Linked DNA regions of Danio rerio: region 2 is linked to region 1. Evidence: chromatin contacts called from public HiCAR-type data. All regions are on one chromosome and are shown on one strand. The core of a region is the stretch at or near the end of the contact, and the rest is flanking DNA. Distances in the headings are between cores, read along the strand shown.

The links. HiCAR-type assays count read pairs that join an accessible place to other places.
Region 2: a HiCAR-type map of caudal fin shows a contact between it and region 1, with 7 times the contacts expected there. The contact joins the promoter of gsdmeb here to the promoter of osbpl3b in region 1. A contact is called at or near these places in 2 of 18 Hi-C or Micro-C datasets (caudal fin and an unstated tissue) and 1 of 4 datasets of contacts at active chromatin or transcription factors (caudal fin).

What each region holds. Positions count from the first base shown.
Region 1 is chr16:22,589,957-22,596,916 of GRCz12tu, forward strand. osbpl3b (oxysterol binding protein-like 3b) reads left to right here and starts at 5,187. Exons shown (of 23, transcript XM_691235.8): 1 at 5,187-5,546. The region is part of intron 1 of LOC137487900 (a long non-coding RNA gene); the gene reads left to right.
Region 2 is chr16:22,775,959-22,782,593 of GRCz12tu, forward strand. It overlaps gsdmeb (gasdermin Eb), which reads left to right and starts at 1,856. Exons shown (of 10, transcript NM_001001947.1): 1 at 1,856-1,911; 2 at 3,232-3,473; 3 at 5,811-6,003; 4 at 6,454-6,622. The coding sequence starts at 3,266. All of the region lies in intron 1 of LOC137487900 (a long non-coding RNA gene), which reads left to right.

The sequences.
Region 1 (6,960 bases), core at 3,937-6,436:
AGAAAAATATGCGAAGGCAAATTCTGAGAGGAATCATTTAACTAGGTTCATCAAGTTCACTGACTTGCAGCTGCAGGGCGCATTTGTTCCCTTAAATGAGAAACATAAAACCTTTCATACACGAAATCATTACACTGAGAAAAGAACTCTTTTCATTTCTTCTTCTGGACCTCTTTCAAAGAAGTGAAAAGCATATCTAACAGAAGCAGTGTGTGTCGGCCTACTGGTTGTCCTTGAGCTCTTGGGTACACATACCCTTTCATTCAGTGCCTGCGACACCTCTGCACACGGAAAGCTGAAGAATGACGGCAATATGTATTTCAGCCATTGTTGGAGATTTATAAATAGACTTCAATTTTCATGTGACCTTCTCACAGCAGTCATACACAATGCGTCTCTGGTCAATTGTTTCAAAGTCAATTTTGACAGTAAACCATAGGACTAACCGATTGACTTCTAAAAACAGAATGTCAAAACAATAGTGTTCATTTACAAAACAACATCATACACTGTAAAACCCAACAGTCAACTTTATCAAATAAAATGAGTGTATTCAAAATTTACTGAAAGTTAATTTTACTCATTTGAAATGAGTAAAGACTCACTGAGTCTTAAACTCAGTGTTAAATGTAATGAGTTGATTAAATACCTCATTATTTCAACTTAATTGGAGTAAGTTTACAGTGCTCATTTAGATTTTTTTTTTCCTCTCAAATGGTTTGAGTTGCCTCAACTTATTGGGTTTTACAGTACTTCGTTGGTTTGAGTTCTCTTCATTTATTGGGTTTTACTGTGCTCAAATTTTTTTTGTTTACTCAAATGGAGCAAATTCACAATACTTTTTGGGATTTGTTTTTGAACTTAAATGGTTTGTTGCAATCGGTTTCCTTAAATGGTTTGAGGTAACTTTTTGGGTTTTACAGTGTAGTTTGTAGTAGGTATTTCGCAAATCATGTTGGATTCAATACTTTACGAAAGCAATAAAGTGTCCAATATCATGTTTCTATTGCCATGAAAACTATTAAATTTACTCACTTGTTACTTTACCCAGTCACATTAGAGCAACACATTGTATTCCGAAGCATTTAAGCCTTTTTAAATGGCTTAAAAATAGCTCAAAATGGGGATAAAGTGTGATTTAAAGGGATAGATCACCCTAAAGCATGATCATCTTTCACTCATCCTCCACTAGTTCCAGACCTGTCTGAGTTTCTTTCTTCGGTTGAACACAAAGCAAGATATACCAAAGAATGTTCAAATGGTTTGAGGTAACTTTTTGGGTTTTACAGTGTAGTTTGTAGTAGGTATTTCGCAAATCATGTTGGATTCAATACTTTACGAAAGCAATAAAGTGTCCAATATCATGTTTCTATTGCCATGAAAATTATTAAATTTACTCACTTGTTACTTTACCCAGTCACATTAGAGCAACACATTGTATTCCGAAGCATTTAAGCCTTTTTAAATGGCTTAAAAATAGCTGAAAATGGGGATAAAGTGTGATTTAAAGGGATAGATCACTCTAAAGCATGATCATCTTTGACTCATCCTCCACTAGTTCCAAACCTGTCTGAGTTTCTTTCTTCGGTTGAACACAAAGCAAGATATACCAAAGAATGTTCAAAAAAAAAAAAAAAACACCCATTGACTTCCATGGATTATTTGTTACAGATGCCATCTTTATTCCAACATTCTTTAAAATATATTCTTTAGTGTTCAATAGAAGAAAGAAATGTAGTAGTAAACTACTATCACTATCATATTAAGTGTAAATTTAAAGTTATAGTTCACCCAAAAACAGATAATTTACTCACTATTTGTTCCCTATCATGCAGTTCTAAATCTTTGTGAGTGTCTTTATTTTGTTAAACACTAAAAAAGAAATTTACAGTAAAACTAAAAACCTGCAAATGATTGACTTCCAAAGTAGGACAAACAAATATGGGAAGTTTGCAGCTTTATTCAAAATATTCTCTTTTGATGTCACAATCACCAGCGACCTCTAACCACCAGAGGTCACTGGAAAACATTCACTCTCATAATTTCAAATCTGCTTGTAGATGGACTACATATTCACTCATGCCACACACACACACACACACACGCACGCACGCACGCACGCACGCACGCACACGCACACACACACACACACACACACACACACACACACCTGCTTCCTTATTTAGACTGATTACATTCTCACCACCTGAGGATTGTCAAAGCCTGATTACACACACTATTTAAGCAGCACATACACACTCATTCACATTGCCGAGTCTTGTTTACTGTTAGTGATGGTCTCCTAGATCTCCTACATGGTCTCTTAGACTTGTTTTCCTGTGTTTTGTTCTTAGCCCTGTTTATCAAGTTCTCCTGTTTAGCCGCCTGCCTTCTGACCTCTCACCTGTTTTCTGATTATGATTCTGGACTGCCTCTAAACACCTGTTTGCACCCATATTGACTATTGCTTCCCTGACTTAAACTTGCATTTGGATCCAAACCTGAGTTGTCATTGTCACTCCCCGTGTTACATTTGTGTATGATGAGTTTTCCATTTTTCCATTCCGTTTGCTTGAACTAACTATGCCTTTAACAAAGAATGGCCTCAAAAGGAGAAAATACACAGCAGGCGTTTTTGCTTTTTAAAGATGTCTAATAGACATCTAAACATAGTCTTCTTGGCTAAAACAAGGCAAAATTTGGGTTGCCAGTGTAAATCTAGAAGACGTCTAATAGGCCAAAACTAGACTAGTTATCAGATAAACAGAAATGAATGACTACACGTATAAAGTCTGTCTAATTGGTCCATTTGATGACTAGTTTAGTTTTGGGCTATTCTTATATGTCTATTAGATTTTCACTAACACCCAAGTTTAGCCTTGTTTTAGCCAAGCTGTCTACATTTAGATGTCTATTAGACATCTATTAAACACAAAATTGTTTCCTGGGTATCTAGTGGTGGAAATTTTGTAGCTGAAAATGGCTTGTTGCTTGTTAGTTGAAAAGGTCCACTTTTGAGAAAAAAGAACCACCCCTTTCACCAGGCTGTGAGAATTTTTTTCATTAATCCTGTTTTAAAGAAAATCACCACTAGATGGAAGCATTTTCTTTCTTTAGAAATTTTAAGATACCAAAGTCCTCTATCTTTATTAGTCTTCAAGGGCCCTTTCGCTCCAAGACAATACTCAAAGCTCTAGTATCTTAGCTGATTGTTAGATTTTTTTTAATCTATTGTACTTACAATAAAGTGTGTATGATTATAAATATGATGTTTTATTCACTGTGTTTTTTTCTTTTATGGTTTCAGCACTTTTGCACATAACTGAACTAAAACATGAATATGTTTTGAAGATATTGACCCTGGTCTCCTGTCTGAGAACTTCTAATTAGTTTTACTATTTATGATTATACAAATCTTATGAATTCTGCTCTAATTTTATGTACAGTATATTGTAGACTACATATGAGATACTATTTAAAGATATCCTATTAATATAAAAATTTCTAACTATAAAGAGAAACATTGAACTATGTGCTTATTTGAAGACTGTTGAAGACAAAATGCACTTGAACTTCCATGAATTGTTTGGTTTGGGAACATTTTTAAGTCATGTTGGGTGCAAACTGTAAAAAGAATGCTGCACGGTTATTGTTTGCATCTAGTTTCTGGTGGAAGCCCACACATTTCCAGTGCAGTCACGCACAAACCCACTTGACATGAATGAATACTGTGTCCTCTAACACACATAAGCACTCTCAATGATGAGGGTGTGTGTAATACCCCAGGAATGTGCTAAAAATATGCGCAGCTTGGTGAACACACCCCCAGAATACACAGCATGTCCGATTATGACTAACAATACCCTCAACATTCCTCCTCTGTTTTTTCTTTCTCATCCATTACCGGCAACACCAAACTGATAAAAGATATTATGCTCCGCATGTGTTATGAAGCTCATTGCTGCTGATGGATTTGACATCACACTAAAGGCTTTTGCTCTTGAGCACTCTTGAATCTTCTGCAGTTATTTAGGTTAATTATTGGATCATGTATTCTCTGTAGATTTGTCCACTTCTTTCTTATTGGTGACTTATTTGTGTTGTCATAGTGACAGCGTGCACATAATTTATGTGGCTGAGTGGATGATGCTAACAAAGAGGAGGATGTGCATATCTAAATAAGTTTAAAGTATTGGAGAACTCAATCAGCTAAATCTCATAAATCATAAAATGTAATCACAGCTGAATGAGTAAGTGCCCCTTCTTAACTCCGACCTCTAGCACTGAATTGAAAATGACTAAAATTGCCATTATAATAATGATTCAAATGTTTAAACTAGCAACAATCAATGCTGTTGTGGAAAAAAATTCTGTCATGTCTGCTTGAGCTTGTTTATCTTTCACATGTTTTGACAATTCTGGGAGACAATTTTCTGAAATCATGCTGTTAAGATGTCAATATTTTCAACAGACTGCCATTTAGGCAAAAGGTCAAGTCATAAAATACATGTGCTTTTGTTATGTCCTGTAAATAAATACATAAATAGAAAAAATAAATAAATACACACTTAATAATGATGTTTATAAAGGTCGACTAGAATTATTAGGTATTGGTTTGAGTAAAATGTTGAAATCTGATTACTTATACACACACACACAAACACACACACTCTGACTTTAACTGTATATTAAGCCAGATTTAAAGAAAATGAAGTTTTTCTTAAGTACATGAATCAGTCATGAATGGTGAAATTTATAGTCCACCTTGAAAGGTGTCAAATGTGTCTGGAAATGCCATATTTTTAAATGTGTTTTCTGTACAAAGTGACTTGCAGTGACCTTCACACTGACCAACATCCATTACCAAATATTAGCCTATTTAAAATGTCAAGTTGCTGAAGCACTTAATCAAAGATGCATTCATAAATTAGGAAATCATTTGGATAGTATCTTAAAGATAACCATTCATATGATAAAACTGACTAAAAAGCGACCAAATTGAGTCCTGATAACATTGAACTTACATTTATTTAGTGCTAGTGAGAATGCGACAACGTCACGGAAAAGGTGCTGTCAACTTGATGTAGCACCGCCTTTTAGAGTGACGTAGGTGGTAATTCCCCCGCTGATTGGTAAAGGCCACTTTCAATTGCATCTGCGAACCGCCCGCAGCAGAACCCACGCGCACATCAGCATCTTTTATTTGCACAGTGAGTGCGAGGACTGTACATGCTATGGACTCGTTTTTGATTCAGCCCTGAATGCTACGTTTAACCGTTTTATTTCTACATATAAAATAAAAGTTATTTTGTTCCAGTATTTCACTGGACCCGTATGTTTTGCGTGAAGGTTTGTTACGTTAGTACCTAACGTAAACTTTAGGCTAACGATACAAGAGAAGACAGTCTACTCAAATCTTTTTTGTTTGTTTGTTTGATACTTGTGTTGTCGACAAGATGCCGCGCGGATACATTTCGTAGTTCTTTTGGCAGTTTTCTACTCCTCCGGAAGTGGCGGTCATTTTAACAATATCTCCAGTTTAAAAGGTAAGTCTAAACTTCCTCAGTTATAGCTTACGACTGCTGTTAACTGTGTCATGGCGTTTCGTTATTTTTTTCTCCACACATTTATTAGTCCAACATACCGTGCAATCCGGAAACATGTCTATGCATGATTTACAAGTACTGTAACTACCATGTCAAGACAGTGTAATAACAGTAACGTTATATCTCGTGTTTATCTTTTTTATCGGGCGTGGACGATTGGATTGCATATATAAAAAATCCCTTTTGGCAAGAAAAGTCTAGAAACGTTAGTCTGTTAGTTGCGTATTAGTAATCCCTAAATTAAGGGTTGGTTTTTCTTTTATAAACAGTTGTTAAGTTACACGTGCATGGCGTTACGTTATTTTTGAAGAGCAGAAGGCATTTTGGCTGGTTTGTTAGGTGTTTTGGCTTGTCAAGGTTTTATAAGTCATATATTTCTTCATGTGTCAGCATCAGAGTATTGCTCTGTTGATGACTTAATCTCTTTAGATGCAAATGGCTTCATTAAAGTTGCAGTAGGAAATTTGGTGTCTGCACTTCAAACGGATTAAATAACAAGCAATCTACAGTACAACTTACAAGCTTTATTACCTTAGTACAATGACATGCTGATGATAAAGGCAAAGATGATGAGGATTTGATTAGAACAATTGCTATCAATGTATTTGAGATGACTGTGTACACCATCTGAATGTGACAAAATGCAATGTATCCATTAGAAATGGACTCTTTTGTAATTTCAGTGTCACCATGGTAACAGATTGTGAAATGTGTTTTCCTATGTATGTACTAGTACCGACCAGAACTGTGTGCCAGTGAAGTATACTCGCTAACACATCGTTTAAAGGGAGAGTGAAGTGTCTCTGAGCTCAATTTGTGCATATTTTAACTGCAAGATACTCTGGAGGTGGACTGATTTTTATCTCTCTTAACAGCCATTGAAATGTAGTAGCTATGAATAGGATGCTCTTTCTCTTCCTTTTACTTTATCTGTCAATATAAACTCAGTGCAAAATAAATGCTAAATATATATTGATGTACATGGCACAAATGTACATCAAGTCAGTTATTGTTATTGTAAATTTCCTCAACCTGTCATACAAAATATAATTGGATAGAAGAGGGTGTCAAACTGCCCTGTGCGTAGCTTGGACCACTGTTGATTTTTGCAGAGATGTGTGAAAAGGCTTGTTTCCAGCAGCATTGACTGAAAATGGATCTGGCATACAGCAGATGTCTTCAGTAACATGTAAAATTATGAATGGCAGCTGTATATGCTGCCTCATGATCAAAACTACATTATCAGAAATGAAGCTTTAACCTATTGTGTTAACTACTGTACTAGGAAAATGAATAAAAATATGTGTAATTAATTTAATGCACAGACACATGCAATTATGCATGGGACGATAAC
Region 2 (6,635 bases), core at 606-3,105, 180 kb after region 1:
ATTAAGAGTGTCTTCCTTCTTCTGTATAACTTTTAAAGGTCAGCCCACTATGTATATATGTCCCTGCTCATCCTTATCATCAGACTTGCAGAATAAACCATTCTAACTACAGTTTGGTCTCTTCTCATGTCTCCGGGTCGACCTGCTGAACTTTGCTGAATCTGGTGCCTAATTTAGGGGAATCTTACACTGACCATTTTGGTAAGACATTTAATTTTGAGTAGGTTCATCTGATTCCATCATTGAAAAATGACAGTATATCCAACAGTATAAATAATGTCTACTTCTGAAGTTCTTTCCTATTTGATGCTTGACTCTTCTACTTTCACCTTTATTTATTTATTTATTTAGGTGTAGCAGTCTGGGCTGAACACCAGATTATATGAAAAGAGTATTCCTTTATTTACAAAAAACCTATGACTATTTCTCAAATAGTTTAACACATTAGATCACACAGTGCAAAATTTTACCCTTACTTAATGACAATCAATTCACCACTAACATGTTTTAACTGCAAGAGCCCACCACAAATGTGAGTTAAAGCAGGGGTTCCCAAACTTTTCAGCCCTGTGACCCCCAAAATAACAATGTCAGTGACTCAGGACCCCCATTTTTCAAGGTGGTTATACTGTAAATGTTGCACACACAAATATAGGCATATATAAGCATGAACATTTTGACAACACAAAAGTGCAGCAGCAATTTAATTTTTATAGTCATTAATTAATTAAATGTAATATTAATGTTTAAAAAAACAAAGACTGGTGGCTTTTTATTTGTATGTCGTTGTTGTTTCTTTACGTAACTATTAACTATCTTCTGTGGGTTATGAATAAAATATGATAATTCTAACAGTTTAATCAATTTATTTGAGTTTGGAAATCCCCAAGTGACCCCTCGTGCCTCTTCATTGTCTTGTGACCCCCACTTTGGGAACTACTGACTTAATGTACTTCTAATTGTCCTCTGCAGTCGTCTTCCATTCCCCATTTCATTAAATGTATACAAAAAAACAAATACAACCAACAATAGGAGCACATTAAAAAAAAAACAAGTCGACTTCCTGTTGATCCTTGTTGGTGTGTGATTCACATTACAGCTAGCTTATTGCAAAAATGCTTGTTCTTTTTAAAATTATTGCATCAAAGTATTTACAGTTGGTAGCCTTTATATAATTATCAAGGGAAATGAATGCTTTTAAGTAGCTACATCTATTCAGGACACCTATACAGGACAAATTTATTTGACCTAATTGCTTCTCATAACCTGGTATACTTTCGTATGTAATGTGACCACTTTTCTGTTGTTATGCAACAAACAAAACAGTTAAAGGTTAACATCACAGACTAATAAAGTGTGGCTTGTGAAATTGTAGGACATTTGACAATAATTGGATGTTAAATCAAAATGGTCATTTTTACCAGTTTACTTTTTTAAACTTAAAGAAAACAACTATGCAAAAAATTTAATGTTAACATTTGCAAAGTAGAAGGATGCTTCCACAGCAATTGAAGAATACCCTATCAATGAAAACACATACATGTATTATGTATAATGATAATTTAAAAAAAAGAATTTGGAACACGCAATTTATTAAGTTTCTTCCATGAATTCTTCTCTAAAGTCATTTAAGTGTTGCTGCGTGCTGCGTCACTTGTACACAGCTTGAAAGATGTAAACAACTTCAATGACAACTCATGCATTCTCTAATGTAAAAGAGAAGTAAAAAACTTGACTGACAATCTGCGTAGCGAATGAAATTATCGTTGCCTGTCAGTAAGCCAATGAAACGTTTTGGGGCGGAGCTAAACAGACACAACATAGAAGTAGCCGCGCTTCGACGATGTCTTGCTGCCTGGGCTTTTGTTTATAAGTGTGTCTACAGTCAAACAACCACGAGAAAAGACCACGGTAAGCACGAGGTCTTTGTTTGCAAGTTTTCAACAAGTTGTTTTAGTTACTTTAACAGAAATTTAGCGCAATTTGGTCAATTCTGACAAAACAAACAATTTCGGTAGAATTTTATTCACGGTCCTCTCTAACGTTACCTTTGTACCTATTTGTCCATACAACGTCAGCATAACACTAAATTATGTACGAGGTAACGTTACTAGTTAGTAATTACTAAACTAGAATAACGTAGACACCGTAATATTGTTGTTGCTATGCATACAGTGTCCTCGTTAACATTTTTTTGAATGCATCACAACACAATTCATAAGACCCTGTTTTGTTGCTTATTTCTCTGTGTGTGTGTGTGTTACTACTACTGTTACTGATGTAAATCTAACATAATCTGTAGAACCAATATTTATTTTTAATCTCATTTTCAATAAATGATTCAGTTATTCACTCATAAAACTTCATGTTTCATTGCTAAATGGGTTGTTTTTGAAGAATTATGCAGTGGCATATTTTGATTGCTGGACCTATTGGTTAAATAATGTAATTGCTGCCTACAATTTTAATTTAATTTGAGCATCAAGTTAAATGCATATGATTGTAATTGTAATCTTTAGGATAAATAATACTGGTTTTGTCTAAACTATAAACTGTTATCCCGGTAACTTTATAACTAACTCAAAAGATTAAGACTGAATCTCTCTGCGATTGTTACAAATTTAGGATTTATGAAGGATTTTAGGAAGTAATTATCTGTGGGTCACTTGTGTTCCAAACCGTGGGTTATAATATATATTTTACTATATATATATATATATATATATATATATATATATATATATATATATATATATATATATATATATATATATATATATATATATATAAAAATTTTACACATAACAAATATATATATTTCTCTTTTTTTCTTTGCCAAACCTCAAACAGGCCATTTATAATCTACAGTGACCAGCGTTCTATATTTATATATATGGCCATTTAGTGGCCATAATTTAATGCATTTATTTAAGGTGTCTTTGTTGCAGTGAAATCTTACTATAATATTACTAAAAAAAATAACATGGTTATTGTAAATAAACCATGGTTACCAGAAATCAACCATGACTAACCATAGATTAGCAATGGTATTTGTAGTGAAAAATGTGGTTCTATAACAATTGGTTATCATTGCACCAAAAACTATAGTGATGTATTTGCATAATAAAACCTTGTATAATTTTCATAACAGATGCACTAAGGACTAAGAAATATTCCTCAGAAATCATGCTTTGAATGAAAATGCACTTAATGCATGTTTTTTTTTCCCAGCTGATCCTCAAAAGTCTTCTTGTCAGCATTGAAGATGTTTGCAAAAGCCACTAAGAACCTGCTCTCTGAGATAGACTCTGAAGGTTTCCTGATCCCAGTGTTGTGCCTGAATGACTCAGATGGTCTTAGTCCTCAGGCGCTGGTCATCAAGCGTAACCGATACTGGTTTTGGCAGCAACCCAAATACAAGCCAACAGACTTCAAACTGAGTGATGTTCTAGTTGGAGATCCCATAAATCCAGGTATAGTACATTACAATCATTCTTTACTGAAATCTATAATCCATGACTTTCAAAGACATACCACTATAAAACGTGTGTGTGTGTGTGCGTGTATGTGTGTGTGTATATATTTATATTTATATATATATATATATTTATATATATATATATATATATATATATATATATATATATATATATATATATATATATATATATATATATATATATATTAGCGCTGTCAAATTTAGTGCGTTAACGCATGCGATTAATTTGAAATAATTAACGCGTTAAAAAAATTAACGCAATTAACGCAGTTGCAGGTCTTTTTTATTTCCTGTTGTGGTGGACGTGTGTGTAACATGCAAGAAATGTGGATAAGTCCCAGGAAGCACTTTTTGAAGGCAAGTTTCAGTATAAAACAATTAGTTGCATCAGGTTATCCAGAGTTTTATGCAATTTCGGGTGTTTCATTTTTAACTTTCGACTTCTGTTGTAAGTCGATACCGCATGGCGAACAGGAAGAAAATCCTCCGCATTTCATGACTCGGTGTTGCTTTAAGGTAATAAAATCGGTGCTTAGGCTACACGGTAGAATTTTAATAAGAGTATTATCTTAATCATATTAAAATCGGAGTATTGGTGTCTTATGTGAATCTACTCATAAAGTCTCTGGTGAAGTCACAAGCTGTCAAAGACAGGGCATTACTCTGCCTTTCAGCATGAGCCCTCCAAGTTTCTTCATTAAATGCAACGAAAGCGTTTGCTTTGCGTTGTTGTGTCAGAATCCTTGTGAAATACAGTAATACTTTAAAACGCTTAGTTTAAGCAAATTCGATGAACGTGATCATGCATGTTGAATCTGAGGAGAGTCGCTCCAGTATGGAAGGCCGTTGGGGCGCGTTGTGTGTGCGTCTGTGTGTGTGTCTGTGTCAGGTCCGTTGAGGGATGTCAGGGGTGACGTAAGCGACGTATCTGAGTAGGAGCATGTGTGCGCAAGACGTACCTGAAGGACGGTGAGGGTGAGTTGCGCGCGACATAGGCTACCTGAACAGCTAGGAGGGATGCGAGGGAGAGGGGTGTGCAATGTATTTAACGACCGGTTTACGAGAAATTATCATTCATTTGCGGGCATTTGCGAGTCTCTGTGCACTTGCGGGATACTCCTAGTTTTAGCAACTGGATGAATGTAAAGGAGGATTAGGCAAAATTGTTTCTACTCTATAACTAATGTTTTCAACTCACAGCAATAAAACTACAATGAGTGCAACAGTTTGTATTCTATAGTTTTTTATTATAATTTTTCATTTTCCATATCTGCAATTCCTGTATTTTGGCATTTTTTTGCAGTCCACTTAGAATCCAACATGGAAATCAATGTTTTCTTTATTGGCATTGATTGTTTTGAAATTTAAATGTCATTAACATGCCTGTATTTTAATTTCTTTAATAAATATGGCTGTCAAGCCAGGATCTTGATGGTTTATTGTGGGTATGTTGTTTACATGAAGAAATCTGTGTTACAAGTTAAACAAAAATTCTATTAAACAATTATATTTTGAATTTTAATTCTAATAAACAATTATATTTAGAATTTAAATAGTTTTTGCCTTGCGTTTACATTAATTTTACATTTGAATAGCCAAAATTACAAGTTTCAGTATTTTAAATGCGTTTAATCGCGATAAAATTTTTTTAAAAAGGTGCGATTAATTAGTACATTTTTTTAATCGATTGACAGCACTAGTGTATATATATATATATATATATATGTGTGTGTGTGTGTGTGTGTGTGTGTGTGTGTGTGTGTGTGTGTGTGTGTGTGTGTGTGTGTGTGTGTGTGTATGTGTGTGTGTGTGTGTGTGTGTGTGTGTATATATATATATGTGTGTGTGTGTATATATATTAGGGATGTAATGGTATCAGAATTTCACGGTGCAGTAATACCTCGGTATGAATGGCACGGTACGGTATTTATTGAGTAATTTACTGGAAAAACAAAACGAATGAAAAGACTCGAAAAAAAGTGTATGACGCACACACACACACACACACACATCTATATGTGTGTGTGTCTAATGTATGTACATGTATGTATGTATTTGTAATTACACTTGTAATGATTAAGTTTATGTTTAGTATATTTATGCGCATTAAGTATTTTAGTCAATAAACTAGCTGACTAAATGCCATTTAAAGCCTAATATTATGAAATAGAGATTTGAAACATACTTTAAAATGACATTAGGAAGTGTCATAATTTAAAAATTCATTTAAAAGAAATATGTATATTAAAGCCCTTAATATGATAAATATGATAATATTAATATGATGATAAATTTACATTTTTGTCCACAGTTGTGGTTGAAACTGAATTTTTGACCTATAAAGGCAAAGTTATGGATACTAAAAGTGGAAGTGCTGTAGCAGAACTTGGGCCAGGGACCATTAATATAGGTGGCTCCGGATCCAGCAAACTGCAGTCATCATTTGGAAACTTAAAGAAACAGGAGCTGGATTTGCAGAAGCTCTTACATGATTCCAAATCCAGGTGGGTGACTAGCATGAGCATGAGGGCATGAAAATTTTACATCCTTAGACAGATAAGGGTGTTTACTGTTATAAATAAAATATTTATTTATTTTTAATTAAACTAAATACTAATATCATATTTCTGAGCAGCAAATCAGCTTATTAAAATGACTTTTGAAGGCATGTGATACTAAAAACTATGAGTAGTAGTAAGTAGAAAAGTTATCTTTCAGTTTTTGTCATATGGCCCAAAATATTACTTTACTACTAACATGTCATTGCCATTTTTAAGACTTAATCAGCCTGATAACACCAGCTGCTGCATGTAACTTTAACTTTTTTAATTTTAAGCCATTAATGCAGGTAAAAACAACAAAAAAAAAAGTCATGTGATACACTTTTTTGAAAAAGATTGGAGAGTAAAGCCACGTCACACTTGAATAACTGCTGTGATCGTGATTTTTGGTAGAGTTCTAGACATGCAGCACTCTCTGATCCAGCAGACACGGAACGCAAAGACGGAGGTGTTGGCGGTAGTGAAGGAACGAATCATTACCACTCAGCCCTGCACCATCACTGAGGAGGTTCAGGAAGGTGGTTCCTGCACTGGAATGTTTGGGTTCAATAAGACAATAAAGGTTGGCCTTTTTT